Linked DNA regions of Mus musculus: all the other regions are linked to region 3. Evidence: chromatin contacts called from public promoter capture Hi-C data. All regions are on one chromosome and are shown on one strand. The core of a region is the stretch at or near the end of the contact, and the rest is flanking DNA. Distances in the headings are between cores, read along the strand shown. Region 1 holds the start of Ppia (peptidylprolyl isomerase A). Region 2 holds the start of Nudcd3 (NudC domain containing 3). Region 3 holds the start of Emid1 (EMI domain containing 1). Region 4 holds the start of Tmed4 (transmembrane p24 trafficking protein 4).

Region 1 (5,282 bases), core at 2,731-5,230, 1.3 Mb after region 3:
AGTATTGCAAGCCACACAGCCAGAGGCGACGTGCCCTTGGAAGGGCCAGGAACAAATAAATGCTTTGCTGTCACAGTCCTGAAAATTCTCAAGGTGTTTGAACAAGAGACCTCTATAGTTTGTCCTGGTGAAATAAGAAGCTGAAATCAAACAAAAAGACAGGCAAAACAAAACCAACCAAACAAAAAAAACCCAGCTTCCGGAGGACTGAGCTCAAACTTCTGAAATGGTGCTGCCCAGGGCTGGAGCCAGCCTACTCGATGCTTTGTGAATGCATTATGTCCCAAGCACTACTCCAGAAGAGAGGGCATCTCTTTCCTAGTATTTAAGCAGATGTTCCAGGGAAGACCCCGATTTGTTGTTGTTGTGTTTTGTTTTTTGAGACAGGGTTTCTCTGTGTAGCCCTGGCTATCCTGGAACTCACTCTGTAGACCAGGCTGGCCTCGAACTCAGAAATCCACCTGCTTCTGCCTCCCAAATGCTGGGATTAAAGGCGTGCGCCACCACGCCCGGTTTAAGACCCCGATTTCTTGAAGAAAATATCATTATGTTACATGGCAGAGCTACCCAGTCCTGAGGTTGGGAGTGAGACCGGCTCCACCTGGAATGTATTTGTGGCAGGAACTCCCCGGGAGCAAGCTCTGATGCTATGTTGGTTAGCTGTTGTCCATTAGAAACCGGCTAAGATCTCTTGGGAAGAGGTGGTAGCACTTACCTGTAATCCCAGGATGCTCAGAAGGATGATGACCATCATCTGAAGGCCAGTCTTGGCTACATAGTGAAATCTAATCCAGCCACTATACAGCAAGACCTGCCCTCTTCCAGTCCAAAAAGTAGAGACTAGAGACTAACAAGGAGCTCTGTCTGGAGAACTGTGTACTGTTTCATCTGGCAGGCTGTTCATGTGTGGGGTCAAGTCCATCCAGTCTGCATGGACAGACATCTGGACTAGGCCATGAAATCCAGCTTTCCCTTATTTAAGGTTGACATCTCTCTGGCTTGCCCTTCTCCCCTCTTCATGGTAATGGCTGATTTGGAGCAGTCAGTGTAGCCCCTGGGGGAATCCCAGGGCAGTTCTCCCAGGTACCCTTGCTCTCATAACACATAAGCCCTAGTGCCTATGCTCTTGGGAAAGGCTCAAATCCCCTGTCGGAGGCTTACATGAGCCTGTGCCAGTTCCCAGTAGTACTCACTCCTCTGCCTGGCGGGTGTGCCCGGCTGGGTGTGCCTGGCGGGTGTGCCTGGCTGGGTGTGCCTGGCTGGGTGTGCCTGGCTGGGTGTGCCTGGCGGGTGTGCCCGGCTGGGTGTGCCTGGCGGGTTTGCCTGGCTGGGTGTGCCTGGCGGGTGTGCCCGGCTGGGTGTGCCTGGCTGGGTGTGCCTGGCTGGGTGTGCCTGGCTGGGTGTGCCTGGCGGGTGTGCCTGGCGGGTGTGCCTGGCTGGGTGTGCCTGGCGGGTGTGCCCGGCTGGGTGTGCCCGGCTGGGTGTGCCTGGCTGGGTGTGCCTGGCGGGTGTGCCCGGCTGGGTGTGCCCGGCTGAGTGTGCCTGGCTGGGTGTGCCTGGCGGGTGTGCCCGGCTGGGTGTGGCTCAGGTTCTTCCCTTTCCAGGCTAAGCAAGTACTGAACAACCGAGCTGTACACTCCGACTTCCATATGCTTTCAAGAGACAATGAGTATTGCTCAAGACATGGAGAAATTAGACTCCTTCTGAATTGTTGGGAGCCTGTTTTGGTGGTGTCTCCTGTGATCCAGGGTCTTGCTACTAGTGCCTTGTTTGGGGGCCTGGGGATGTTGCTCAGTCAGAAGACTGTCTAGCTTGCCTGGAGTCCTGGGTTCTAGTCTTAGCATTGGATAAACTGGGTATGCTGGCTCATATCTGCAATCCTAGTCCACAGATTTATTCGTTTGTGTGCGTTCACATTTATTTACTTATGTATTTACATTAAAAAAGGATTTATTTATTTATTATATGTAAGTACATTGTAGCTGTCTTCAGACACCCCAGAAGAGAGCATCAGATCTCATTATGGACGGTTGTGAGCCACCATGTGGTTGCCGGGATTTGAACTCGGGACCTTCGGAAGAGCCAGTCAGTGCTCTTAATTGCTGAGCCATCTCTCCAGCCCCATGTATTTACATTTATTTACTTGTGTGTATGTGTGTGAGTGTGGGCACATGTACAACTTAAAGACTTTTTTGCAAGTTGGATTTTTTTTTAACATTTAGTGTGTGTGTGTGTGTGTGTGTGTGTGCGTGCGTGTGTGCATGTGGAGGTCAAAGGACTACTTGTGGGAGTCTGTCCTCTCTTTCTACCATGTGAGTGCCAGAGGCCGTATTCGAGTCATCTTGTCCCCTCTGAGGTCTCTCTGGTATTCATCTTGCTTTGAGGCAAGGTCTCTCTTGTGACTTCTGTCGGTCTCCTCTGATTCCCAACCTTTAGAGTGCTGGCATCACAGATGTGAGCCACTTCATCTGGCCTTTTCCCCAGTTCCTGGGCCCTGTATTGCAAGCACTTTTACCTGCTAAGCCATCTTGCTGGCTCAACGGAGGGACAGCAGAACATATCAGCAAATTATATGTCAGGTAAGAAATTAAACCCAGAATATGCAAAGAACTCCTAAAATGCAAACTATAACCAAAACAATCAGTTAGTTAAAAATAAAGGCAAGTGCTCTTAACCATGGGGCCTTCTCCCCATCCCTGTCTCTACCTTATCCACTATACTGACTCAGTCTTGCCTAGACTGTCTAACCAGTCAGTCTCCATTGCCTCCAGGCCTGGACTTACAGACTCCTCCCAATGGCCTGGCTTTTACATAGGTGCTGGGGATCCAAACGCAGGTAGGTCCTTGAGCTTGTCCTGCAAGCACTTAACAGTTTTGAGAAAAGCAGGTTTACATGATGCTATATGCACAAAGCACACTGGTACAGAATTTTCCAGTTTGGCAAATCAAAACTCTTTGTAGTTCAACCTAATGTGCTTTTGGTCTGATTCATCCAAATAAGGCATGGCCAGACCCACATTCCTGAGGTTCTGTGTCTAAAGGCCTTACAGCTCGGGAGCCAACTCCAGCAGACGCTATGGTGAAGGGTCTTCCACAGCACCGACTTTCCCATACTCAGGCTTTGTTTATGAGGCAGGGCCTCACACTTACAGCTCAGGCTGTATGGAACTCACTATCCTCCTGTCTCCATCTACCTAGAGGTGGGATTTACAGGCGTGTGAAGCCTTTGAGAGCACGCCTTAGGCCACATGAGGAAATGAGAAGACCTTGGGGTATTGGGGGTCGGGGAGAAAAAAATTACAGGTAGACTCTGACCAGGATCGTGTTTAAATAGCTTCCTCCTGGAGAAAACACAAGATATATTTGGAAAGTAGGACATTTAAAAAGTATTTCATAATCTTTAAAATGAGGGGGCTGCTTGTGCCCGTTCCCCAGAGTTTAAGAAAACGGAGGCGCTCACAGGGACCTATCAGGAAGCGGTTGCCATTGCACAATGACGGTGTGGGTCCTGGATCTAGGCCCAGGGATGCCTGCCTGTTCGAGTTTCCGCAGAGAGGGCAGCGCCTCAGGACCCCGCCCGACCTTGAAGGGCCGCTCGACCTTGAGGACCATGTTTGCCTCAGTTACTTGCTCTGTGCAATGGGAAGATACGCGGTACCACTGGGGAAGACCAGGGGCCCCGACGCGTTCCTAAGGACAGCCAGATTGCGTGGCCACCCTCCCTAACTGCCCTCGGACTCTTCCCCCACCGACCGCGCCGCAACCATCTAGTAGGAGCCCGCGGGCGGGAACCTGCCTCTGCGCGCTACAGCGCACGCGCGCCTCGCGCCCCGCCCCACCCGCGCCCGCGCCCGCCCATAGGCCTGTCGCGCCGTCACTCCGTTTGGAAAGCAGTTGTGATTGATCCAGGTCCGGGCGCGCGACTCGGTGGTGGGCGGGGCCCGAACCGGGTATAAAGGAAGCCGCGGCGAGGCTCGTGCCGCTTTGCAGACGCCACTGTCGCTTTTCGCCGCTTGCTGCAGCCATGGTCAACCCCACCGTGTTCTTCGACATCACGGCCGATGACGAGCCCTTGGGCCGCGTCTCCTTCGAGGTCGGGTGGGCAGTGGTGCTCCAGGGTGGGGTCCCGGGAGCTGTGGAGGGGGAGGCTCTCTCGGGCGCGGCCCGACCCTCCGGTGGAGCGAGCGCGGGTGGCGGCGCCATTTCCTGACGAGGGGCCATTTTGGGAGGCTGGCGAGGCGCGGGGAGGCTGGGCGGGCTGCGGACAAAGCCGGGCGGGGCGCGGCCGTTGGGGGAGGGGGCCGTCCCCGCCCGTCCCGGCCTCCCCGCAGGCGCACGTGGCTGCGTCCTGTGGGGCCCCGCGAGGCCGGGCGCACGTGCTCCGCGCCTCTCCCTTCTCCCAGCCGTTGGGCCCCGCCCTGCTCCGCTGCGGCGCTGCAGCCCCGCGGGCCTCTTCCCAGCCTGCTTTCCGGAGCCCCACAGCCTTTTACTCGGATCTGAGCAGGGACCCTGCCTAAGGTCTCAGGGGCGAAGGCTCGGAGAGCCCGGACGTGCTCGTTAGCCCGGTTAAACCTAGTGGTTTCCTAAACCTAGTGGTTCCTACGAAGAATATAAAATAATCGTTTTATAGCAGACTTGAGTGTGAATTGAACCTTTGGCCATTTGGTCCGAAGTAGCCACATTTGGTTAGGGAGGCTCAAAATACCCCTCCGCGTCCCCCACCCCCGAGCGGAAACGAGAAAGGCTTGGCTTTTGCTGGTGCCCAAGGACCGCCTCCTGTCGCAGTGATGGCGCAGCGGGGGAGGCGCTCTGAACCCCTCCCTATTACCCTCAGTGAGACAGGCATGTTATGACTGGCCACGCTGCAGTTTGCATTGACCAAAGTGGATTGCCAGTAGTTACCTACTTAATTAGTTCTGGAGGTTAAGTGGCTGCTTAAAGATCAGTTAGTAATTAGAGTACCCTAAACAATTGGCGTTTTTCTTTTACAAAATTAAATATTCAGCCGGGCGTGGTGGCGCACGCCTTTAATCCCAGCACCCGGGAGGCAGAGGCAGGCGGATTTCTGAGTTCGAGGCCACGCTGGTCTACAGTGTGAGTTCCAGGACAGCCAGGGCTATACAGAGAAACCCTGTCTCGAAAAAAACAAAAAACCCCAAAATTAAATATTATTGTTAGCCTCAGTACTAGCCCTTAGGCCATAGTGGAATATGTTACTTAGTGTCTGTACTGTTAAACTCCAGAAGCTATCATTGGTGAGTTTTTAACTCAAAAGCTAGATC
Region 2 (5,354 bases), core at 2,266-4,765, 1.0 Mb after region 3:
ACAGCAGCAGCTACTCCCCAAGACATCGGTAGGGAGCTCCCAAGCGCCACAGAAACCACCCAAACCACTCCGGCCTGTTCACAGACCCTGGGCAGCAACCACACTTTGAGAGAGGAAGTCACAGGAAGGAGTCTTAGGATCACTGAATCAAGAACAGAAAAAGCAGTAAATGAGTAGAAAAGATACCAAAACCCTTACCAATACTAAATGTAGCTTACAAGCCTCTTGCAAAGGCTTTCAGTAAATTAAAAAAAAAAAAAAAAAAGCAGATCCTCGGGGGACTTACTATGATCTACCTGATGAAAATAGTATTCAAGTGTATACATAGTAAAAAGTCTCTTGGTTGGCTGGATGTGGTGGCGCACGCCTTTAGTCCCAGCACTCAAGAAGCAGAGGCAGGCAGATGTCTTTGAATACGAGACCAGCCTGATCTACATAGTAGGTTCCAAGCCAGTCAAGGCTACATGGTGAGACCTTTTCTCAGAATAAAAAAAAAATCCAAAACCCCACAACAACTTATAAGCCTCTGTTTCTCATGGCCCAAATCAGTGTATATTATAGTGGAGACTCAATAAATACTTGTTTGAAAATAGAAACTGAGCCAGGCAGTGGTGGCACATGCCTTTATTTAATGCCGGCGCTCAGAAGGCAGAGGCAAGCGGATCTCTGTGAGTTCAAGGCCAGCTTGGACTACAAAGCAAGTTTCAGGATAGCCAAAGCTACACAGAGAAACCTTGTCTTCAACCTCCCACCCCACAAAAGAAAGAAACTGAGAAGATAAAAGGGCTCTCGGTCAAGGCTGATGGTTGAGAACCACCTGGGGTTGGAGAAAGGGTAAGAACAAACAACTCTTAAACCTGTACTTGGGACTGTAACCTTGGCTGCGGTAGAACCCAATGCCCCTTACGGTGACCGTTCCCCAGCTGTCCTCTACACTGGGCTCTTCTTCAGACTTCACAGTCCTTCCATCTCCTGCAAGATCCAGTCCTACCATTCCAACAGCTCTGAAGCCAGAACCTGTCTGCGATCTCAAATTCAACTTATCTAAAACTTTCCCACCCCCCAAATCCAAGTGACAATACAGTTAATGACCTCACTCTTCCAGTTACCCAGATTTGGAACCTTGAAATATTTGGTTGACCCTGTCCCTTCCTCGGCTCCCTACCTCCCATAGCATGGGCACCACACTGTAACCTATAGAGCTATCTTAACCTTTCAGAGGTAGCTGTTTTATAAAGTTGTACGATAAGTGCATCTATCTTGCCTTTATCAGTTCATCAGACAAACAAGAACCAACCTCTCAAATTGTGTTAAAGCTAAAATAAGATGTTATACAGAAGAAATTCAAATGCCAGCCAGCCACTGGGATACTCTTTCCTCCTTTCATAACCAAAACAAAAGTTCTCACCATACTATGGAGTGGCTAAATGACAAAAAGGGCAAAAAGATTTGGAATTAGAAAACTGAAGTCCTGAGTTGCAGGAAACAGAGTGAAGTTCTTGTTGTCATCTAACCTTGTTGAACTACTACGTCAGATTCAGAGAGCATGGCGATCAGGTGGCAAGACTTCATTATAAAGAAACACAAGGTGCCACCTCTCACCCTCTCCAATTACTCAACCAGCAGCACTTGGGCCACTGATAAGGATGAGCTACCCCAGGGACTCATCGGTTTCCATTCTGAAACTGAAACTCAGTAGCAAACCTTCCCACTGATCACCTCATGGTCATTATGTTAAGAGTTACTAGAACATTCTAAGCTTTGGCTTCTTCCACTGAGAGGAACTGAAGAAAGTAACCCCTGACAAGCCCACAGAACAGATTAAGATGGAAGGTAAGCCAGGTGGTGGCAATTCGAGTCTTTAATCCTAGGCAGATATCTGAGGTTGATGCCAGAGTGAGTTCCAGGACTTCAGAGCTACACAGGAAAGCCCTGTCTGGGGCTGATGCAGGGGTCAACAAACAGCAAAGGTGACATGAAGCACTTTATAGGTTTGTGAATCAGACTCTACACGCCCCTCAAAACCTACTTCAACGTCTCCTACAAAACTGTCTCAATTTCCTAACTACCACTTCTATCACTTCCTTCCAAAGAGCTCTACCACACAGAGAACTAGCAGAGCTCTCTATTAGTGTCTGTGCTTTACTCTCTGTACAGTGTCAAAAGTAGACAGACCATTATTTAAATATCCATACCATCAGAGTCTATACCGCAGCTGAGAGTGTTAAATATATTCATTAAATGTTTGCTTATTACTAACTCAACAATGTCAACAATCCCAGCGCGGGAGCGTCGGGAAGGAGGACCATAAGTTCGAAGCCATCCTGATCTACCTGGCAAGTTCCAAGTCAACCAGGGCTACACAGCAAGATCTTGTCTCGAAAGAAAACAGTTTTTAAAAAGGTGTCCAAACAACTTGAGTCAGTCATTAGTAACGCTTCAAAAACAATAAATATAACCTAGGACATATAAATTTTAATCCAAATGTAAATTTCGTAAACATTACAATTGTCCACCAACTTAGTAAGTCACTGGCAAGAGGCCACACCCACCAATCAATACATACCAGTCATTCCTGCCACCTCCGAGCCCGGGAATTCTGAAATCTACTAGTTTCTCCCGCTGTGAAAGTCCTCCTCCTACAGCCTGCACGGTTTGAACCCTGCCTAACAAGCCCCTTGCACCGTTCTGGGGATGCCCACAGGGCGCTGGGAGGCCCTCAAACCCAGGCTGACAGGTCCAACACCTAAGCATCTCCCGCACAAACCCAGCCTGTACCCAAAGAAGCGCATTCCTGCCAACGGATCCGTGGGTCAGATAACGCCTGGCCATTTACTCAAATCACCTGGTGGCACCCCAGAGAGAATCACAAACCCTGAAGGGTGGGCTACGGAGTGGCGCAGTTCCCAGACGTAGGACGCGAGCCGGGGCACCTCTGGCGCTGGGAGGTGGAACTGGGGTAAGGACCTGCTGGACCCCAACGGCCCGCCGCCTCTCTCCACCTCACCTGCAGCACCAGGGCCTGTGCGGCCCCGGGCGGGAAGCCCATGCGGTCCGAAGGGTGGCGCAGCAGGCGGTAGAAGTCGGTCTTGCGGTAGAGAAAGCCGAAGAGCACGCGCAGAAAGTCCTGGACATTGCCCACGTGCTGCAGGATGCCCAACAGGGCCTGGTCATAAAGCTCAGCAGCCCCGGGCTCCATGGCTCTGCTGCCCGAGGGACGCGAACACAGTGGGCACCGCCTCACACCGGCTGATTGGCCACTTCCGGCGTGCGCGCCTAACGGCTCCCCCCGGACAGCGAAGACGCGGAACTTCCGGTCCGCGCTTGTTACTACCGGCGGTAACCGATCGTCGTTCTTGCGGCTCTGCTGGATCTCCTCCGCCGCGACACTTGCCTAAAGGAGATTGGTATGCGCTCAGTACGGTTCCTACATGCAAGAATAACCATGGTCACGATGCGGAGAGCGCTTGCCAACCATGTTTGAAGAGGGCGGAAGCATTGTGGTGACGGCCACTTGACGTAGTCCCTGGAGGTGTCACGTGGTCTGGGAGCCTTTCTTCTTTCTGGATTGAATTCCTGCGTAGGTGTCTGGTGCGCCTTCTTATAATACCACATTTTGTTTGTTAGCGGAGGGAACGGAAAAGGAATATTGTAGAATTGTATGGAATTCCTATTAACAGAGCTATGAGTGAAACTCAGAAGGTTGCACCAGATTTCAAGGTGACTTGAAAGGACAAGAAAAGTGTGAAAAGCTCAGTGAAGGAAAAAAAGAAGTATGATACTGTAAATATGTGTGTGTGCATCCGTATGTATAGCATGTGTGTATACACGTGCCGTTACTAATACGTGCATATAGACATTTTAAGAAAACGTTTATGTAAGGTTGACACACAATCAATCTGTGGTTTATACCTGTAATCCCCGCATCCAAATCATGGCCAACCTGGGCTATAGAGTCAAACCCAGTCTCAGAAGAGGGTTGGGGGGAGACGAAAGACAGACAGATTAGGAACATATGCTAGGTCACAAACCGAAGACAAATGGCTGAGATGCCTAATAAAATATCAAAGCAGACTCTGGCCACCAGTCTCCCTCAGTACCTTCTGGTACAGGATCCTTCTGGCTGGCATACTAATCCTGACCTCTACCCTAAACTTCTCCAGTCCAGAGTCTGAGCTGGCCTTTTCCTCCCCAAGCTTCTCTGATTCCTATGTAACCCAGCCATTTTGGTTATGAGGTCCTTTTTACCCTTTGGCCTCTTGGTCTCCTGGCCTCTTGACTCCAGGTCTCTTCTACCCTCTCCCCTAACCCTTCTCACATGGCCCAGCTCATTCTACAGCCACTTCCACCCTGAATTCTCCCAGATGCCTCTGCTTCTGGCTGTCTGCTCCCTCCTGTCTACAATAAACCTCCTCCACCATACCTAGAAGCCATCATGTCCTCCTTTTTGTTTTTTTTTCATTCAATGTAGCTAAATTGGTAAAGTGTGTGACTAATGTGTCCTGAGTGTTGTATAAACTGTGTAGTAACCCACATGTGTGACTAATGTGTCCTGAATGTTGTATAAACTGTGTAGTAACCCATACCTGTAAACCTAGCACTGGGAAGGTGGCGACAGAACCAGAAATGTTTATTCATCCACATAGCCAGTTCAAGACCAACTTGGGCTCTGCAAGGAGATCCTGACCGGAAAAAAAACAACAACAACAACAAAAAAGATTTTAATGAATTTCATCTCTACTAGACTAACTAACATCTACAAATTAACTTTTTTAAAAGACATTGTCTTACTCTGCAGCCTTGGCTGCCCTGGAACTCGCTGTATAGACCAAACTGTCCTCAAATTCACAGAAATATGCCTGTTTCTGCCTGCCAAGTGCAGAAGTAAAGATATATGCCACCACACAGAGCAAAATACTGATTTTACTTTTGTTTTCTTGTAGTTCTAGGAGACAAACTCAGGGTCTTGAACATGTTAGGAAAATGCTTTTCCAGTAAGAGACATTCCAGGCTTAACAAATAACTTAATAGTGTTGGGCCTTAGCAAATTTTAAGTAAAGCCATACAGATAAATTGATGTAAATTTTTTCAACTTAGAATTTATGATCGTGCTCTTGGAAGGCAGAGGCAGGCGGATTTCTGAGTTCGAGGCCAGCCTAATCTACAGAGTAAGTTCCAGGACGGCCAGAGCTACACAGAGAAACCCTGTGTCAAAAAAAACCAACCAAACAAAAAATTATGATCTTAAATTTTGTTTCAAGAACCCATGGAGCAACCGCGATGGCTCAGACAGTTGGTGGTGGCACACACCTTTAATGCCAGTGAGGTAGGCAGATCTCTATGAATTCAAGGCC
Region 3 (5,706 bases), core at 2,547-5,046:
TTTTTTTTTTTTACATTTATGTATGTGCACATGTGTGTGCATATATGTATATGTATTTGCATGTGCATTTGTGTGTTTGCTATGTATATATATATATATTTGTATGCATGTGTGTATATGTATCTGTGTGTGTGCATGTTACATGCATGTGTGTGCGCACACATGTGCACAGGCCTAAATGTGTATGAAGTCAGAAGCCAAGTTGTGGAAGTCAGTTTGTTCCTTCTAAGGTGGGTCCTGGGAATTGAACTCAGGTCATCAGGATTGGTAGCAAGCACCTTTACCTGCTGAGCCATCTCAATGGTCCGTGCAAACAGCTTTTTTTGCAAAGCATTCATCATGTGTGGTCACGCTGGCCATGGAATTCAGTCCACCCTGGCTCCGCATTGTCCCCAAGTCCCGCTGCTTCAGTCCTTCACTCTGCTCACACCTCTTGAGCGTTCTTGTGGCCAAGCTGCCCCTTCTCCCACTTTGATCTTTAGAATCTATTTACAGAGCTCCACCCCCTCACTCTGGCAACTTCTATGCATCCTTTGGGTCTTAACCTCAAGGTCCACACAGGCACAGCAGCTCTGAGCCATATTCTCTCCCACAAGTGAGGGGAAGAGAGCCTAAGCAGGGACCGGGTCCGTACAGAAGTCAACCCAGGCCTGCTCAGAGGTGTTTATTAATTGACTGTGTGACTGAACACAGTAGACTGGGCAGAAGAGTGAAGACCCAGGGCTTTCAGAGAGACAGCCCACCATCCTGAGGACTTCCTTCCCTGGGGTGTGGTCAGTGATAAGGTGCCTGAGAGCCAGGCAAGGCTGAGCTGGGAGGTAGGGCCTGGGCAGGGCTGGAAGGAGACAATACAACCCTTCCTGTCCCCCCCCCACCACACACACACACCTTGACCCACTCAGCACCCCCAGAGCCTCCAGAGGCCACCAAAGGGGGAAGAAACAGGCCAGACCAGCTCAGCCTGGCACCAGCCACCCTCTCTAGTGGACCTACACACTGCCCTCCACTTCCCGCAGCGAGGGGCCCAGGGGACTTTGTCTTCACAGGGCCCAGGGCTGCGATCCGGAACAGAGATAGGAGCTAATTGCAGAAGGCAGCCAAGCGGGCCAGGGGCCAAGGGCCGTTATGAAAAGAAGAGCAAAGAACTGAGGCTGAGGTGGGGGTGGGGTGACAAGAGCCAGAACCCGAGCCACATCCTGAACCACACCAGGATGCGCCTCCGGTCCCGGGACAGTTTCCCTGGACCTTGCTATGCCCATCTGCAAATGGAGAGAGCAGAATGGCTTCCACGCACAGTGCTCTCAGCAAGCCTTCCCCTACTGTCCATCCGTCATGCCCTGGGGTGCCACAGTCAGCTATGGCAGACGACAGCCCAGCTGGAGGGGGCCAGGGTCTTCCCTTGGGGCCCAGGACACTAAAGTCATATCTTCACAAGGTTCCGTGAGCTTTACATATCAGGAAACTGAGGGTCTGAGAGGAGGCACCTACCTGGGTTAGCCATGTGGGCGTAGAACTGGGATATGTGAATGCTGGAACCAGTCAGAGAAGTAGGGCTGAGGCGAGGAGGGATGTCACAGGGCCAGGAAGTCATCCTACTATGGGATGCGGACTGGCAGCAGCCAAGTGTTCCAAGGTGGCTCTGCAGAGCCCCTGGGCATCCTAGTTGTAGGGGCTCAGTCTCACCACATTCCTGGGGTTGGGGGTGGCCCTTTGGATGCCTTCCCGGGCCTCCCCCTCCTCAGCACAAAGCCTCTTTTCTGCCTTCAGTCCCTCAGCTGCCAAGGGGTGCCCGGGGCGCCTGGCTGGGAGTGGAGGAAGGGTTGACAAGGCGCAACATCCTCATACTGTCTCCAAGATACTGAGACAGGGCCACGAGGGGAGGTCCCGGCAGCTAACGTCCACAGGTAACTCTGGTTTTAGGTCCCTACCCTACTTCAAGATGGTAACCAGTGGGGCCCCAATGTGCGTGGCCTGTGCTCTCAGAACAAACCTTCAGACACAGGATAAGCAAAAGGGGAAACTGAGGTTCACGGCCATCAGTCTCGGTGTCTGTAAAATGGGTATGAGGGGGCTGCTGCAAGAGCTTTGTGACAAGACTATACAGAGGGACAGACTGGGTGAAACCCAGACACCTGCCCACAGGCAGAGTCCCCACACAGGAAGCCGGGGACACGGAGTACAACTCGGAAGTGGTGGCCTTGGGCCAGCTGGAGGGAAGTGTCTCACCCATCACCCCAAGTCTGACCCCAGGAAGCCCTAGATCCTCACCCCTCTTATGTGGGGCTTACTCTATGAAGTGGGACAGATAATTCCCCACTCTCAGACTTTGTTTCTTTCTCTATAAAACAGACAGCAGAGAGAAGCAAGCCTAGATAGCAGCTGGGAAGGTTCTAGAAGCAATGGATGCAGGAAAAGTGCCAGCCCACACCAGCTGTGGTTGGCACACTGTAGGGGTGCTGTGGCATCTGCCACATCTGCCACTCGGCTGTTCCCATCTCAGACAGCTAACTGCCTGACCTCTGCTGCCTCAGCCACTTCTACCCCTGAGCCTGCTCTACCCGGTCACCTGCTTTTGCTAGCTCCCAGGGGGGGTTGCTGGCCTCTGACCACAAGAAAGGGAAACTTCTAAAAAGAAAGAAGTGAGGCCACAGGGGGGTGGGGCCCTCACGGGCCTTTGAATGGGCTGAAAGGCCTAAGAGGCCTGGTTAGTCCACATTGTCTGTCCTGGAGACAGGGGCAGGGGCTACAGGCAGAGCAGGGGCCAGGGCAGGTTCAAACTCTGCCATCGAGTCCAGAAAGGGAGAGCTGAATCCCAGCTCTTCCATGAATACCCACCACGAGCACATTAGTCTCAGTTTGCCCCTCTATTGAGTGGGGACAAGTTTCCCTACATCCTCCAGTCTTGAAGGCACTGTCTAGAAAAAGCCCCACAGGACCCGATCCTGGGAAACACTCCACAAAGGCCGGCAGAGAGTCATAGGCTTTTGGGAGGTCCAACCAAATGCCAGGTCCCAGGGGGCCTCTGACACTGACCCACTGTGCAGTCTCCACCCCAGTCCTTCCTCCGAGTGAAATAAATAGCTGGGACATAAAAAAAGAAAAAAGAAAAAAAAAAAGAAAGAAAGAAAGAAGAAAAAGACAGTAGCAGGGGAAAAGAGAGGGGATTCCTGAAGGGCTGGCTAAGGGGTGATCCTGGCATTTTACATGTACATGAAGGGAAGGGGGGCTTGGGCGAGACCCACAGAAGTCCTGGGAAGCTCTGTTGCATTGCCATGGGTCCACCTTCTGGGGCCTCCGGGATCTCAGTAGGGGAGGCCGTCTGTTCTTTCACACAGAAGTAGGTGAGCCGGCTATCCTGAGCACAGCGTGCCAAACCCCTGCTCCCACTGCTTATGGTATAGAGATGAGCGATGGAGCCCCTGCAACAGTCTCGGACTGCCTCCGATGTCCCGGGATTGCAAGGAGCTGGGGTCGGGTCTCTGTCCCAGTCCTAGGGTTGCATGGAGCTGGGGTCGGGTCTCTGTCCCAGACCCTGAAGTTGCACAGAGCTGCGATCGGGTCTCTGCCCCAGTCGCGGGATTGTACGGAGCTGGGGTCGGGTCCCTGTCCCAGTCTCGGGGTTGCACGGAGCTGGGGTCTGCTTCCCTCACCCCAGTGCTGGGATTGCACAGAGCTAGGGGAGACTTACCTGCGACCCGAGAACCGGGCGCCCGGGACGCTCCACGCGGCGCCGCCTCCCGGGAGCAGGAGCCCGAGGCAGAGCAGCGTCCAGGCCCGCGGGCCGCCCATGCTGTCGTCCCCACCGCAGCCGCGGGCGCGCAGAGCCGGTTCCGGGCGGAGCAGGGCGGGGGCGCTCGGCTTCGCCCGCCCCTCGCCCCCCGCCCCCCGCCAACCCGGAAGCCGTCCGCGCCCCCGCCAGGACGCCCTCCAGGTGCCCACCTGAGCCGCAGACTGGGAAACTGAGGCCCTGGCCGCACCCGCCCCCTCGTCCCCGCAACGCTGCCAGGACCTGAACCCACCACTCCAGAGCGATCGCCTCTGGACGCACATCTTTGACATCTTTGCGGAACTGGGTTCCCGAAACACACAGGATCTTCCCATCGACCTAACACAGGCTTCCTGCGCGAGCTGTGCCATTGTCCCAGGCATCTCACCCCATACATCCTGCCCTGACTAAAGCTTTCATCACTCCGTGTTGGGCTGGCTAGGTCGCCCATGTTACGGAGGAGAAACCCGAGGCTCAGGTGCTCCCGCGTCCCCTAAGTGCAGTGACCCTTATACCTGTTTTACAGGGAGACACTAAGGCCCAGAGCACTCTGGCAGAGTAACCCCAGACCCACAATCCCCTCATCTCAGTGTTGGGGTCTAAGCACAAGTGTAGACAGCATTTTGGCATAGGCCTCAATTTCCCATTCCCTAAGGTAAGGACTGGCTGAGAGCAGAGGGCCTGGGTGGGACTCAGGCACATTCCACGCGGCATAGCAGGTGCGAGGAGTTTGCCTGTGCTGACATGATAGACTATTTGTGTGCATGGATAATGTTGTATGCATGCACGGCGCTGTAAACATGTATGTGCTGAATCTGTGTGTACACGATGTGTTTGTGAGCATGGGCAGTATTTGCTTATGTACGCCATATTTGAATGAACAATGTATGTGTTTGTGTGGTGGGCATGTGTATGCATGTATGTCTGTGTACACGTGAGATGCCTGTATGCATGCATATCATGTTTGTGTACACGTGTGCATGTGTGTGTATATGAACATGTGTGTATATGAACATATATGTACATATATGTACACACATATATGTACATATATGTACACACATATATGTACATATATGTACACACATATATGTACATATGTGTGTATATGAAGTATGATTTTCTTTCTTTCTTTCTCTTTCTTTCTTTCTTTCTTTCTTTCTTTCTTTCTTTCTTTCTTTTAGATGAGCTCTCTATATGTCCTGGCTTGGTCTGGAACAAATACACACACACACACACACACACACACACACACACACACACACATATATAATATGGCTAGCTTTCATTTCACAGAGGTCTGTCTGCCTCTGCCTCCTGCATGCTGGGTTCGATACTGTGCCCAGCTCTACACAAGAGCAGAGTCGTCACCAAGGGAGGTCACAGAAGACGTCTACTGCACGCCCCAGCAGTGAGCAGCCTAGGTCAGGGAATCTTTGCCCAGCTCAGCTGTGCAAGGGGCCATGCTCCTGTGGTTGCTTGCCCATCTCTGTGTGGAAACAAAGACAGTCTGAGTCCTGGGGCTTGCTTCTCCTGGACCTGTGGGTAGAGTCAGGACCAGGGCATAACCAGAGTCCTTTGCAGAGAAAGAGAGAGCCCAGCCCTGTCTCCAAAAGGCCAGGTAGTAGGTGCTGTTCAAACCCTGTCTCTCAACTGCTCTGCTCACGCTGGCTTACACAAGTCTTCCCCCGGTCTGAGCCTCAGTTTCTTGTTTGGTCCTCGTAGGTCTTTGGGCAGACTTATAATGTCCCAGATGCTTATGGCTCTCCAAATCTCCCAGGTCCCTCCAAGGGTATGGACACGGGCCTAACTTGGCCCCCTTAGGGGTGCCTGCCTCCCTTCACTAAGATCATTGGCACTTGGTGTGTGCTGTCTTTTGACACTAAATCAGTCAGTCAGTCCCTTGACTCCCTGGCTATGCCTTGCAGGGGTGTGTGTGT
Region 4 (5,512 bases), core at 1,178-3,677, 1.1 Mb after region 3:
AGCACCCATGTCAGGTAGCTGGAAACCATCTGTAACTCTAGCTCCCAAGGATCTGAAGCCCTCTTCTGAACTCACCCGACACGTGCGCGCACACACACACACACACACACACACACACACAAATCCAAACACAGATACACACACACACACACACAAATCCAAACACACACACACACACACACACACACACAAATCCAAACACAGATACACATCCTCGATAAGAAGACAAATATTTAAAGGGTAGGGCATGATGGGGTTCAGAGCCCTTATCTAGCACGTGTGATGACCTAGGTTCAATTTCTAGCACTGCGAAAATAAATAAATATAAAAAACAGGAGTTCTGACAAACTACAAGGCAGATAAACCCTGGGCACATTGTGCTAAATGAACTAAGATAGACACAAAAGGATTCCACGCAGCTGAGTTAGTGATCAAGACCATAGGCAAGCTGGGTGTGGTGGCACACGCTTTTAATCCCAGCACTCGGGAGGCAGAGGCAGGCGGATTTCTGAGTTCGAGGCCAGCCTGGTCTACAGAGTGAGTTCCAGGACAGCCAGGGCTATACAGAGAAACCCTGTCTCGAAAAAAACAAAACAAACAAACAAAAAAAGACCAAGACCATAAGCAAAAAGTAGAACTGCAGCAGAACATGGGAAAGGGGGAGCTGGTGTTTACTGATAATCAGGATCACAGAGGAAACATCCAAACCTCAGCTAGGGAAGAGGAGAGCTCAATGTGGTCAGGGTTGCTGGGAAGGTGAAAGTGATGCAGATAGACAGCAGGGATGGGGGCAACGGGACATGAATCTACGTAATGCCACAGCTCTGTACGCTTACACATAGTTAAAATGTTAGGTTTTATATGTATTTCATAACAAACAAACAGAAAAAAATATTAAATGGTCTACAGCCACACCATCCTGAACACCTGAGATCTGATCTCAGAAGCTAAGCAGAGCCAGGCCTGGTTCATACTTGGATGGAAGACCACCTAGAAATAGTGAGTGATGTAAGCTTTTAGAACTTATATACACATATATGTATTTATATATAATATAGTCATTAAAATAAATATAATACATTTTATATACGGATATATAATACAGACACACACACATGACTGGAGGTGTGGCTCAATGGTAGAGAGCTTGCCTAACGTCCAACCCTGCCACTGTAGACATATACAGAAATCGAGGAAAGAAAAGCAAACCCAAACCTCACCTATGTAGACTGACTGGTAACTCCCACATTCCCGAGTAGAGAAGTCCCCAGCAGCCACGTTGCACAGTGGGTTTAAAGGTCAAGTACAGCCTCCAAGTTCAAGTCCCTTACCCTCTGATAATCCTGCTCCTTCTGGATCTGTTCCACCTGGTCAAGCAACTGGCGAGCTCGAAGCTGGAGCTCTGTTAACTTATCCTTAGCAGCGATCTCGGGGTAGTTGTTGGCATGCTCTCCAACCTGGATGTCCAAGTGTACACGCTACAAGGAAACAGGACGAAATGACGGGGGTGCCACCCACCGTCTGTTACCGCTATGGAGTCTGATTCTTGTCTCTGGCTGAATGAGGAAGAAGGACATCCAGTTCTAACTGTACCCACTTGCTGCCCCCAGAAAGGCAAAGTTAAAAGAAAAAAGAAAAGACAGCAAGAAATCAACCTTGGTATCAAGTGAGAAACTCTAAGGCTGATGAGCCTCTTACCAGTTTGCCTCCAGCGAAGAGAGCCATTCTGGTGGAGTTGGAGTGAAGACAAATCTGATGGTCACCGGGTGTGTGGGATGTGAACGTGAAACGGCCCTCGGAGCCGTATTGCCGGGACAGTACAACCTGCAAACACGCATCAAGCCCCAATTTTACAACGATCTCTTAAAATGCGGGACCTGGTACCTGGGGACTTTCTCAGGACCACGGCGGTATTTTCCATCCCATAAAGACATTAACGGACAGCTGGCGCCAGCTAGAACCTTTTTAGCGAGGTGGTGGGGGTTTACCTTGCCGTCCGGGTCCTTCACCTCTACATGCATGCCCAGGCCGGGGGTCGACGGCAGGAACACCTCTTTCTGTTTGTCCCACATCTGAGTTCGATAGTTGCCTGCAGAGTAGACACACAGTCACAACCTAGCCCCCAGGAGGTGGCCCCAGGGCACTGTGCAGGGGAGCTGGTGCCCTCAAGGCACCCTCGGGATGGGGTCGAGCTGACAGGGAAGGAGGGGTGCTTCCAAGGGCCAGCTGAAAACAAAGGGCCTCTCCACCCTCAGCCCCCTGACCGATGACCATGGTCTCGTCGGGTATTTCCTCGATGAAGCAGCGCTTCTCAGTCTCGCCGATGTGGAAATAGAGCCCACGGGCACACGCAGCACACACAGTAAGCACCAGCAGCCCAAATCGCACCATCCCCTGCAGCGGTCCGACCCCAACACCTGCCATTGCGCCTCAACCTTGCACATGCGCACACTTGCGCACTGCTCAGCGTTTGCGCACCCGCTTGGAAACGGAACATGCGCCTGCGCAGTGTCGCAGTCCCTCAGCTCCCTTTCGAAACCCGGTCCGCTGTACACCCGACCCCAAGCTTGCATTGTTCTGCGCCCGAGCGTCCCCTAGCGTAAACTAGCCTTACAGAGAGAAAAGGCCGGCCCAATGAAGCTGCCCAGGGCTTCTGTCCCTTGTCTTTAGGCTTGATTGCCCTTGTTAGGCACCTCTCTGCGCCTGTGCTCTGTGTAAGGAGAAGCAAGCGTACTTTTCGGGGAAGGGTGCTAGGCGACTTGAGATGGTTAACCTGAACAGCGTGAGTTCTTCTGGTCCCCAGCACCTGAAGTAAAATAAACCTTTCTTTTGAGCACCCTACAGAAGAGAACACATTGTGTCATTTCACAACTGCAGGACTTATTGAGTCACAATAAATTCAAAGATAGCTTAGTTTACACAGCCTCCTGAGCAGTGTATTATCACACCTGACGCTGCTGGGTGCTGAGGATGGAGCTTCTTGCAAGCTGGCCAAGCACTCTACCAACTGAGCTACCGCCAACTGAAACAGGTTCTTTTATCCAGTTTTAATTACTATCAAGTCATACATTATATATCATATAGTGATTATGTCTATGTGTATGACCTAGCATTGACTGTCAACTTGACACAACAGGGAAGAGGGAACCTCAACTGAGGACTGGCCTCCATTGGACTAGCTTGTGAGCTTGTCTATGGGGCATTTTCTTGGTTGTTAGTTGATAGAGGGCCTAACCCACTATGGGTGGTAGCATCCCTGGGCAGATGGTCCTGGGTCGTATAGTAAAAGTAGCTGAGAAAGCCAGAGGCAAGCCAGAGGCAAGCCAGTAGGCAGCACTTCTCCATAGCTGCTGCTTCAGTTTCTGCCTCCACATTCCTGCCACGGGTTCCTGCCCTGGCTTCTTTCGGTATGGATTGTAACCCAGAAACCAATAAACGCTTTCCTCCCATTCTGCTTTTGGTCGTGGTGTTTATCAGAGCAACAGAAAGCAAGCTAGGACTGTGTGTGTGTGTGTGTGTGTGTGTGTGTGTGTGTGTGTGTGTGTGTGTTAGAGAAGCCTTACAAAAAGGTTTAAAAGGATGCAACATAGTTCAAGGAGTTCAAAGAGGTCTTAATGGGAGGCAGAGGCATAGAGCCAATAGGCACTGTGGTAGTTCTGTTAGATTAACTGAACTAATCACAGAGCTGTTGTTGAAGATTTCAGAGCTGAGAGACATAGAGTTGAACCAAGCAGAAGCAGAACTGAAATGCAGGATCACAGGACCATGAATACGAAGTTCAGGACTAGGTCCAAATGAACCAAGGAAATGAATAGCAGCAGAGACCCAGCTGAGCTGAATGCTGGGGGATGTTCAGGAGGGCCTTGTCTTGCCAATCCCTGAAACACACTCCCATAATAAGAAAGCAGGTCAGTAGGGCAGTTGCCATGGCAGTGTGAGGACTGCTCCTTTTTTCTTTTTCTTTTTTCTTTTTGTTTTGTTTTTTGTTTGTTTTGGGGGAGTGGGGATTTTTCTCTGTATCCCTGGCTAGCTTGGAGCTTGCTCTGTAGACCAGGCTGGCCTCAAACTCATGGATATCTGCCTGCCTCTGCCTCCCAAGTGCTGGGATTGCTCACTGCCAGGCTAGGAGTGCTCCTCTATGTGGGCTTAAGGTAAGGATGTTGGACCCTGGCTCAGTGTGACACATTTGGTAAGTTCTCAGGCCTTGGTTTCTGATACTGTTTGTTTGGTCACACGTGAGAATAGAACTAGTCCAGAATGCCAAAGGTCCAGGGCAGAGGGCCAGCAGGACTGTTTGGGATGTAAGAAAGGAAGTCAGTTTCCCAGGTGATCTTGGTGAGGTGACTTTCAAGGGCCACTGAGATTTATTATCGACAGTCCAACAACGTGTGCAGTGTCCTGGCCTTCAGCATCCTTTGCATCTGCTCTTACAGGCTTCATGGCTGCACTTGGACCTCTGCTTCATCTTTCTTCTCTCGCGCTTCAGCCTGCACATTAGCTTCTTCTGCTACTTTGTTCTCATGACCCAGAAGTTTCAAGGAAGTTGGCGCTAAGGCCGTGTCTGATACTGTTTTAACGTACCAGTACATTCATCTGATCCCAATCGACTTTAGTAAGTTTATAGATAGTACTTTAGGAATAAGTGTCTATTGGCCCATGTTTCACGGTGGCACAAAGCAGGTGGTAGTGTTTATGTGCACAGTGAGGTACAGAATCATCATAGTTCTGCAGTTACATTCAAGAAGGAGCCAAACATTTACAGACATAAACTGAAGTGACTCTGGCAAGTTACAGCCCAAAGTACACAGGTTTACACAATATCAGTTTTACATAGAGACTCTGTCTCAAAGACAAAAACAAAACAAAAAAGCTACTGGTTTAACCAGGCATGGTGGCACACGCCTTTAATCTCAGCACTCAGGAGGCAGAGGCAGGCAGATTTCTGAGTTCAAGGCCAGCCTGGTCTACAAAGTGAGTTCCAGGACAGCCAGGGCTACACAGAGAAACCCTGTCTCGAAAAAAACCAAAAAAAAAAACAAAAAACCCTACTGGTTTGAATTGACTTATGTCAATTCAACCCTCTGACTTTTTTTAAAGATTTATTTATTTATTTATTATATGTAAGTACACTGTATTTTTTAAAGATTTATTTATTTATTATTATATGTAAGTACATTGTAGCTGTCTTCAGACACCCCAGAAGAGGGCATCAGATCTCATTATGGATGGTTGTGAGCCACCATGTGGTTGCTGGGATTTGAACTCAGGACCTTCGGAAGAGTGGTCAGTGTTCTTAACTGCTGAGTCATCTCTCCAGTCCCAAATCTTCTGACTTTTACATATAAGTATCTAACTCAGCCTTTATCTGCTGGAATGAACAGCATTTTACATTATGTAAAACACAGTGTAGCCAACGTTAAAAGCAATCACGTAGGCTGGCTATGGTGTCACATACAATGGATTCTAGTACTTAGTGGACAGAAGCAGGCAGAGTTCTGTGAGTTTGAAGTCA

What was found. Promoter capture Hi-C pulls out the DNA fragments that hold promoters and counts their contacts.
Region 1: a promoter capture Hi-C map of pre-B cells shows a contact between it and region 3, with 3 times the contacts expected there. The contact joins the promoter of Ppia here to the promoter of Emid1 in region 3. A contact is called at or near these places in 2 of 39 promoter capture datasets (cranial neural crest and pre-B cells).
Region 2: a contact with region 3 is called in a promoter capture Hi-C map of embryonic stem cells, with 4 times the contacts expected there. The contact joins the promoter of Nudcd3 here to the promoter of Emid1 in region 3. A contact is called at or near these places in 2 of 39 promoter capture datasets (embryonic stem cells and pre-B cells), 1 of 115 datasets of contacts at active chromatin or transcription factors (embryonic forebrain) and 2 of 9 other capture datasets (adipose tissue and liver).
Region 4: a contact with region 3 is called in a promoter capture Hi-C map of pre-B cells. The contact joins the promoter of Tmed4 here to the promoter of Emid1 in region 3. A contact is called at or near these places in 2 of 39 promoter capture datasets (cranial neural crest and pre-B cells), 3 of 115 datasets of contacts at active chromatin or transcription factors (astrocytes, embryonic forebrain and embryonic hindbrain) and 2 of 9 other capture datasets (adipose tissue and liver).

Annotation. Positions count from the first base shown.
Region 1 is chr11:6,411,887-6,417,168 of GRCm38.p6, forward strand. Ppia (peptidylprolyl isomerase A) reads left to right here and starts at 3,981. Exons shown (of 5, transcript NM_008907.2): 1 at 3,981-4,093. The coding sequence starts at 4,025.
Region 2 is chr11:6,196,936-6,202,289 of GRCm38.p6, forward strand. It overlaps Nudcd3 (NudC domain containing 3), which reads right to left and starts at 3,516. Exons shown (of 6, transcript NM_173748.5): 1 at 3,008-3,516. The coding sequence starts at 3,199.
Region 3 is chr11:5,148,434-5,154,139 of GRCm38.p6, forward strand. It overlaps Emid1 (EMI domain containing 1), which reads right to left and starts at 3,797. Exons shown (of 15, transcript NM_080595.3): 1 at 3,689-3,797. The coding sequence starts at 3,789.
Region 4 is chr11:6,272,410-6,277,921 of GRCm38.p6, forward strand. It overlaps Tmed4 (transmembrane p24 trafficking protein 4), which reads right to left and starts at 2,428. Exons shown (of 5, transcript NM_134020.1): 1 at 2,265-2,428; 2 at 1,989-2,089; 3 at 1,699-1,824; 4 at 1,332-1,478. The coding sequence starts at 2,424.